Linked DNA regions of Mus musculus: region 1 is linked to region 2. The links are chromatin contacts, called in public promoter capture Hi-C maps. All regions are on one chromosome and are shown on one strand. The core of a region is the stretch at or near the end of the contact, and the rest is flanking DNA. Distances in the headings are between cores, read along the strand shown.

Evidence for each region. Promoter capture Hi-C pulls out the DNA fragments that hold promoters and counts their contacts.
Region 1: a promoter capture Hi-C map of pre-B cells shows a contact between it and region 2. The contact joins the promoter of Ankfy1 here to the enhancer-like site in region 2. A contact is called at or near these places in 4 of 39 promoter capture datasets (the C10 cell line, cranial neural crest, liver and 1 more), 1 of 115 datasets of contacts at active chromatin or transcription factors (extraembryonic endoderm stem cells) and 3 of 9 other capture datasets (adipose tissue, liver and pancreatic islet).

The regions. Positions count from the first base shown.
Region 1 is chr11:72,687,653-72,691,506 of GRCm38.p6, forward strand. It overlaps Ankfy1 (ankyrin repeat and FYVE domain containing 1), which reads left to right and starts at 2,350. Exons shown (of 25, transcript NM_009671.5): 1 at 2,350-2,382. The coding sequence starts at 2,373.
Region 2 is chr11:72,464,972-72,468,562 of GRCm38.p6, forward strand. All of the region lies in intron 2 of Spns2 (spinster homolog 2), which reads right to left. Among named protein-coding and RNA genes, the nearest start is that of Gm40194, 9.4 kb to the left of the region's middle. Within about 2 kb of position 2,315, at least 162 of the 459 cell types and tissues checked have an H3K27ac peak or open chromatin away from gene starts, as enhancers often do. A contact at or near this core is called in adipose tissue, extraembryonic endoderm stem cells, liver and 2 more, where this site is marked.

The DNA of each region.
Region 1 (3,854 bases), core at 1,100-3,599, 220 kb after region 2:
GTGTCAAAGGGCTTGCCAAGTATTTAAAGCCCCAGCTAGCACCACAAACACACGAAGGGCTGGGGAGATGGCTCCGCTTGGTAAAGTTTTTACCATGTAAGCATGAGGACCTGAGTTCAGATCTCCATCCAGCGCAGCAATGCTTATCTAAATTCCAGTGCTGGAGAGGCAGATTCAGAAGGCATTTCTTGGTCTGTCAATCCATATATTTGAGCTCCAGTTTTAGTGAAAAACTATCAAAAAAATACAGTGAGCTGGGTGTGTTGGGGTGTACCACCTTTAATCCTAGCACTCCAGAGGCAGAGGCGAGTGAATCTCTTGTGTTTGAGGCCAGCCTGGTCCACAGCAGGAATTCCAGGACAGCTGAGGCTACAGACGCTCTCAGAAAAATGAGTGAACTACAAATGAGCAAGGTACCTTGACCTCTGGCCTCCACAAACATGCTACACTTTCACACATAACCTATAAAAGAAATACAGTACTTGAATGCTCACAAAATCTCATTCTTCACAATACTAGAAACCATGTTTTTATTAAGCAAGTTTCTTGATAGTAGATTTTGGTATCTGTGCATCATAAAGGATCTGGCCAAATTTTTAGGATAATCCAGGGCAAGAGTATCTCAACTAGAAACAAGTTGGAGCCTTGTCAAACCTTCCAAAACGAAGTGGGACTCGGATCTCCCGCCTAGAGCAACTTCCCGCTCCACTTTCATTCACCCCTTGTCTGCTCTGGCTCCTCCCTTTGCCACGCCTCCATCCATGGATACCTCTGACCCTAGCATTTGGAAAAGCAGGAGGACCAGTAATTCTAGACCAGTCTGTACTCCATGAGACTTGTCCAAAAAAGTGAAAACAAAAACAAACAAAAAACCTGGCTCAGATTAAGTTTGCTGGGCTTGCAAAGCAAGGCAAAGAGAAAACATGCTGCAAACAGATGTCAGATATGACAGCACTTTCCAACCAGTTAAGTTGTTTTAATGTTAGGAGCTTGAGTATTTTTAGGGGATAGAAGAGTCTGTTTATGCTCAAAGCTGGTTTATCTAGCCACCTGAAGATCTCAAAAACTCATTTGACACACCTATGAACCATCCTCAGCAAGGCAGTGAAGCTTTGAGCTCAGGCACTTCTATTGAAACTAACAAATATTGTTTCTTTAATCACATGTCGCTTATCCAGGGCCACTACTTTAACACTGCCCTGTTATTTCCTTCACTACTGTAGTCTGCTACAATCGGAACATCAGTTTTTAGTACATAATTATCCTTAATGTATTTAAGTGTCCTTCTCTTCCATTTTCTAAGTGTTTTTCAGCCAGGGTCGTCCCCTTTTCAAAATTTTAACCATTGCCCTTACATTTTTATAATCTGAACTCAATCCCTTCATTATTCCATTTCATTGCCCTCTAATGCTTTCTTTAACTGTGGCAGATCTTCCTAAAATCTTAACTGTTCTCTAAGTCACTACTTAACTGTTGATGCATTATTTCTATTCTCCTTTGTTGACCTGGAGGCTTCAGGTGTGCTAAGTACATATTCGTTACCCGGGCCAAGAAAAAGTATTTATGTCAAGTGTGGTGGCACTTGCCTTTAATCGCAGCACTCCAGGCAGAGGCACTAGGGTCTCTTATCAGTGTCAGGCCAGCCTGGTCTACATAGTAAGTTCCAGAACAGCCAGGATTATGTAGAGAAACCCTGTCTCAATTCCCCACTCTACCTACTCCACAGCCAAAAAAGGCATACTATCTAGGATTGTCAGCCCTCTATTTTGCTATTATAAAAATCATCTAATCATTCTCACATTCACAAAAGGTTTAAGCTCCTGGTTTACAATCTGAATTCCTTCTCCATGGCCTTGTCAACCGTTATTAGCTCCTAGTGTTATTTGGCTTTGCCACTTTGACCTCAGGGATCTCACAATTTTGCTTACATAAAATTGTATAGAGATTTGCAGTTTTTGCGACCCCTATATTTGTAACCAGTGTGTTTGCCTGTTTGATAACCCAAGTTGTCTGGTTTTAGCCATAAAAATTCCCAAAGCCCTGGAGAAATGCTATCATTTAAGTATTAGGACAGCGTCCCACGTGGTTACAAAGTAACTTAAAGATCCGCAGTCCCTGCCTCAGAATAGTCCATGTTTGCTCTACCCTGACGATCGCCTGGAGTACGAGATAGCCCAGTCCGCGCTTGTCAAACCTTCCAAAACGAAGTGGGACTCGGACCTCCCGCCTAGAGCAACTTCCCGCTCCACTTTCATTCACCCCTTGTCTGCTCTGGCTCCTCCCTTTGCCACGCCTCCATCCATTCTCGCGAGACTTGATGATTCCCTTGCGCCGGCATTTATCGCGAGGCTGTAGGCAGGGCCGGGCCCGACATGGCGGAAGGTAGGTTTTTTGTGGGGTGGCACGGGAAGACGCGAAGCAATAGGGGTACCACTGGCCGGGCACAGAAGCCCCTGGAAGGGTTGTCCGGCTGTGGTCGTACGGTGCATCACGTGTCTCGCGAGCCTTCCTATGTAGCGTTTCGGGGCTCCCCGGGCCGGGGTTCTCAGCGCCGTTCCTATGGCAACGCCCCTCCTGCAGTCTGTCTTCACTCGTCACCCCCCGCCCCCAACCCCGATCCCGGTAGTCTCAGAACGAGAAAGGGGTCGGGTCCTGGGAGCGAATGCACCCGCGGGACTCGAGAAAGCTGTAGAGGAGCTTCTTGTGCCAGCCATGCTGGAACGGGGAGGGAAGTGCCCCTCTCCTTAGGAAATCGAAACTGCTGTCATGGCAGGTCCTGCATCCGGAAGGGTGCATCTCTTGCCTGCGGAAGAGCTTGGGACTCTTCCTTGGAAGAGCCGGGACTGCAGCTGGACGACGGGCTTCTTGGGCGTGCGCTGTAATAGTCTTTAAGCTTTTTGGCAGCCCTAGCAAATGTGGGCACGCTCAGATTCTCTGAGGTTTACAAAGGGGCAAAAGGAGATGTTTCCTCAGTAAGGAAGTTGACCAAGGTCACACTGCTTGAAAGAGGTGTGCTAAAGCCAGGCTTCGGTTCCTTTACCTCCTGCTTTAGTCCTTCGTCTCTTTTTTAGTACTTTACGACATTGCAGGTAAAGGCATCCGGTTTCTCAGGTGCAGCCTCCCTTAAGGAATAATGTTAGGATCTTTGCTTGCCATAGCTTTACTGTATGAGTTGGGGTGAAAGCCCTGAGATAGTGAGTTACCTAGTAGTGATCAGACAATATTAGACCTGGCCGGTGTGCTTCTCCTGTGTACCCCATTGTTGGAGAAAAATACTTCTTGTTGGACTTTGTTGAGTGGCTGAAGATTTACTTGATCTAGACCTGGCCTATTTTGTTTTTGTCTTTTGTTTGTATTTTTTGGTAAGTGTTGATTAAACTCATCATTTCTTGATCTGAGATTTGGGTAGTGTGACAGTTTGTGTAGTCTTCTCAGATTTGAATTAGGTTTAAGAGTGACACGAAGTAGGCCTGCCAGGTGTGTTATTTGCCCTTTATAGTTAAGTGAACTGAGGCCAGATTCATGGCTGGGACTGGATTCTGTTTTCATTTTTACTTTTTCTATCTGTTAAACACCTTGGAGGTGGTGAACATTGTCCAACAGAGGAGGAGAAAGCGAAGTGACTGAAAGTGCTGGGTGTGGTGATGTATGCCTGCCTGCTTGTAGTTCCTTCATTCAGCACTTGGAAGGATCTGGAATTTAGGGTCATTCACAGCCTACCTGGAGTGCATGAAACCCTGTTCAAAAAATGAACTAGATGATTTTGCACACCACGGAATGTTGTGTACCTGTTGCTCAGCAGCGAGGTTTGGGAGGAAGGTTCAGGAAGGCACGATGTGAGATCGTGAGCAGTG
Region 2 (3,591 bases), core at 1,065-3,564:
CTCATGCATGCATTGATTCATTCCACAAATTAGGGGGAGGGGCATGCTTAGTCACTGTCCTATTGTGAAGAGACACTATGACAAAGGGAAATTATAAAAGAAAGCATTTGATTGGGGATTTCCTTACAGTTTAGAGGGTGAGGTTCATGATCATCCTGGTGGGGAGGGTGGCGGCAGGCAGGCAAGCATGTTGCTGGAGCAGTAGCTGAGAGCTTTCATCTTACCCGAAAGCTGGAGGCAGACAGCAAGCTAACTGGGATGGAGTGGGCTTTTGAAACCTCAAGGCCAATCCCCATGAAACGCCTTCTCTAACAAAGCCACACCCCTGAGTCCTTTCCTTCTGCCAACTAGGAACCAAGCATTCAAATCTATGAGCCTGTGGAGACCATCCTCATTGAAACCATCACACACTTAGGAATTGCCCTGGCCATGGTGTTTCTTCCCAGCAACAGAAAAGTAACTAAAACAGGGCATCTGCAACATACTAACATACGTTAGGTGCTTGGGATTCATGGGTAGATAAACAGGAGATTCCTGCCTTCCCGGAACTTAATGATCTAAGGAAGAAAGGCACATAAATAACAAAATAGTAGTAATAATTAACACGCTGTATGAGGAATATTAAGCAGGTACAGGAGATGTATAGATATATGAAATGTATGTGAAGAGATACGTGTATGAAGGACCACAGCCTGGAGGAAGGAGTGGCAAGAAGCAGCTGCTGATAGATGCATGAGGAAGATGAGGCTTTCCGCAGAAACAGAAAGCCAGGAGAAACTGAAGCTCAGGAGCTGAGCGCACAGGGACGATCCTGCAGCCTCGGGTGGAATCTGGCAAAAACCAAGCCATTTCTGTGACCGAGGTGAGGTTGATGCATTGGCCATTCCTGTTCGAACATCTCTGCCAAACATCTCTGCTGCTCTGTACAGCCAGAGTCCAGTGTTGCCTTAGAGTATGATAGACATTATCATAAAATTTTATTGAGAATACATGTATGAGAGAGAAGACAGATCATACAGTATTAAATAGAAGAGACGGTGACATTTCAACTCAGCAAAGACCTGCAGGAGACAAGGAAACAGTCATAGAAGTACCGGGGAAAGGAGAGCTAGAGTGCACTTGGTGTGTTTGCGGGGCGTGAAAGAGGCCAGAGTGTCTGAAGCAAAGTGACGGAGGGGGAAGGGTGGAAGACAAGGCTAAGAGGCCAGATGGAGTGGGATCCTCACGGGGAAGGCAGGAGATGCTGAACAAAGAACTAATGACCTGGTTTGGCTCTGCTGGGACAAGAGCACAGTAATGTTCAGGGACTTGGGAGAGAATGCCACTGTTGATGATGGGAGGGGTTGGTGTTCTAGGTGAGATACAGAGATCCAGGTAGAATAGAGGCCAACTACACAGACAGGGAGTCCCCTCTGTCTCATGGAAGGCAGTCCCACTGCCAGTAGGCAGATGGCCAGACAACACTGACCTCTGTACGCTAGGTTCATGTGTATGTGGTTTAGCAGCCTCTGGGGAGACAGTATTTAGGGGGAGGAGCAATGACGAGAGGAAGGGCGTGAGCAGGGCAAAGTGGGTTGCTCAGAGTAGCATGAAGGGTTCTTTTCTCCGCTAGACTTGAAAACACAGGAGAGGGGACCTGGTAATTCAGGTCTGTGACTTAAGCTTTGGGCAGAATCAGTCCTTGCGCCATAGGGTTCAACCCCAGCTCTGCACCTTCTTAGGTAGGCTCCTTTGCCAGGTCACATCTCTGTCATTGTCAGCCTCATTGATGTGCTGGTAAATGTGTAGAAACAGGTTCTCTAAAAAGGGACAGAGGAGGGGCCCCACGATGCCTGGGGGTTGTGCATCTCCACAGTATAAACACTCTACCCGGCTGAGGCCAAGTCACCTAAGAGATGTGAAGCTCAGAGCTTAGTACCTTGTTCAGTCATAGGCGTTTCCACCATTCAGATAAAAGGAGTTTACCTTAAGCACACTGATAATGTCTTGATGTAAGAAAGTAATTAGGAAGCGATGACTTCTGAGAATTTATCAGCTTCTTTCAGTACAGATCACTCAGTTGTAAGTTTATTATGATTTAGTTCTAACAATGGCTGTGTCTAACAATCGGCTCACACAATTCCTAAAAATTTAACAATCGACTCTCATGAGCCACTCTAAGCCAGCTCCCCACGCCAACTTCCTCATCTGTAAAATGAAGATAAAAATAGCTGCTGCTCTGGTGGCTTGAGTATTGGATGAGACAGTGTGGGGGAAGGTGCTTCATGCCCTGCCCTCCGAGGCGCAGGCTGGGTCAACAAGGCTCGTGTTTACATTAGCCAGGGCCAGTATTATTTCCTTACATCTACAGAAAGAATGCTTTCTTGTCAGCTCTGCCTCCTAAGACCTGCCCAAGATCAGATCAGGATGTGGACGAGGAAAAGCTTAGTCTCAAAGGGCTTACACATGTTTAGAGGGGAAGAGGAACAACTGCCTTCTGTATGCCAGTCTGAACTGGGTGGGGAGTGGGCAGAGACAATCTGAGTAGGCAGTGCCTCTTGTCTAGCCAAAGTGCAGGTCCTACCATGAATTGCACAGCTTGATGTACTTAAAGCCTGTGAATCAGTAAGGGTCACCAAATCCTGCTAATGTCAAAGTGGGTAATGAAACGTGCCTAGGAGTTCACCATGATGACAACACATGCACACACACACACACACACACACACACACACACACCACTCTCTCGCTCCCCCTCACACTATCTCTCACACACAGTCACACACACGCACACATGCACACATACTCTCACACACACGCACACACACTCTCACACACACACATTATCTCTCATACACAGTCACACACATGCACACATGCACACATACTCTCTCACACAACACACGAACACACACATACTCTCTCACACACACATACTCTCTCACATACATACTCACACACACATGCACACACACATACTCTCTCACACACTCACACACACATACTCTCACACACACACATACTCTCTCACACACATTCTCTCACACACACACACTATCTCTTACACACAGTCACACATACTCTCACACACACACGCACACACACTCTCTCTCTCACACACACACACACAAGCACACACACATACTCTCACACACACTGACACACACACACACACACACACAGAGGCACGCACACACTGTCACAGGCACGCGCACACTGTCACATTCACACACACATTATATAAATTTCAAGTCTTCTAATCATATTGTACGATGGTTAATGAAGCACGATGCTTATTGTTAATAACGCCTGCAGTTGTCACTGATGGATCAGTTATGACAGACCAGGCCCTGGACACACACTTGGCACATGCATTCATCATTTCTGTCGATTCTCTCTCTAACTTCATCTTACAGAGAAGATGACCCAGCTGAAAGAAGTGATGTCACAGGGCAACTGTATGTCTGAGTCAAAATTAAACTGTAGTTTAGCTGACTCTGAAGCCCTCGCTTTAAATCATATCACTTGATGCTAGACTGGGAAGAGGATGGTCCCCACAGACGCCCCTGACGTCAGAGAATATTCATGCTATACTGGGAACAGCAGGAGATGG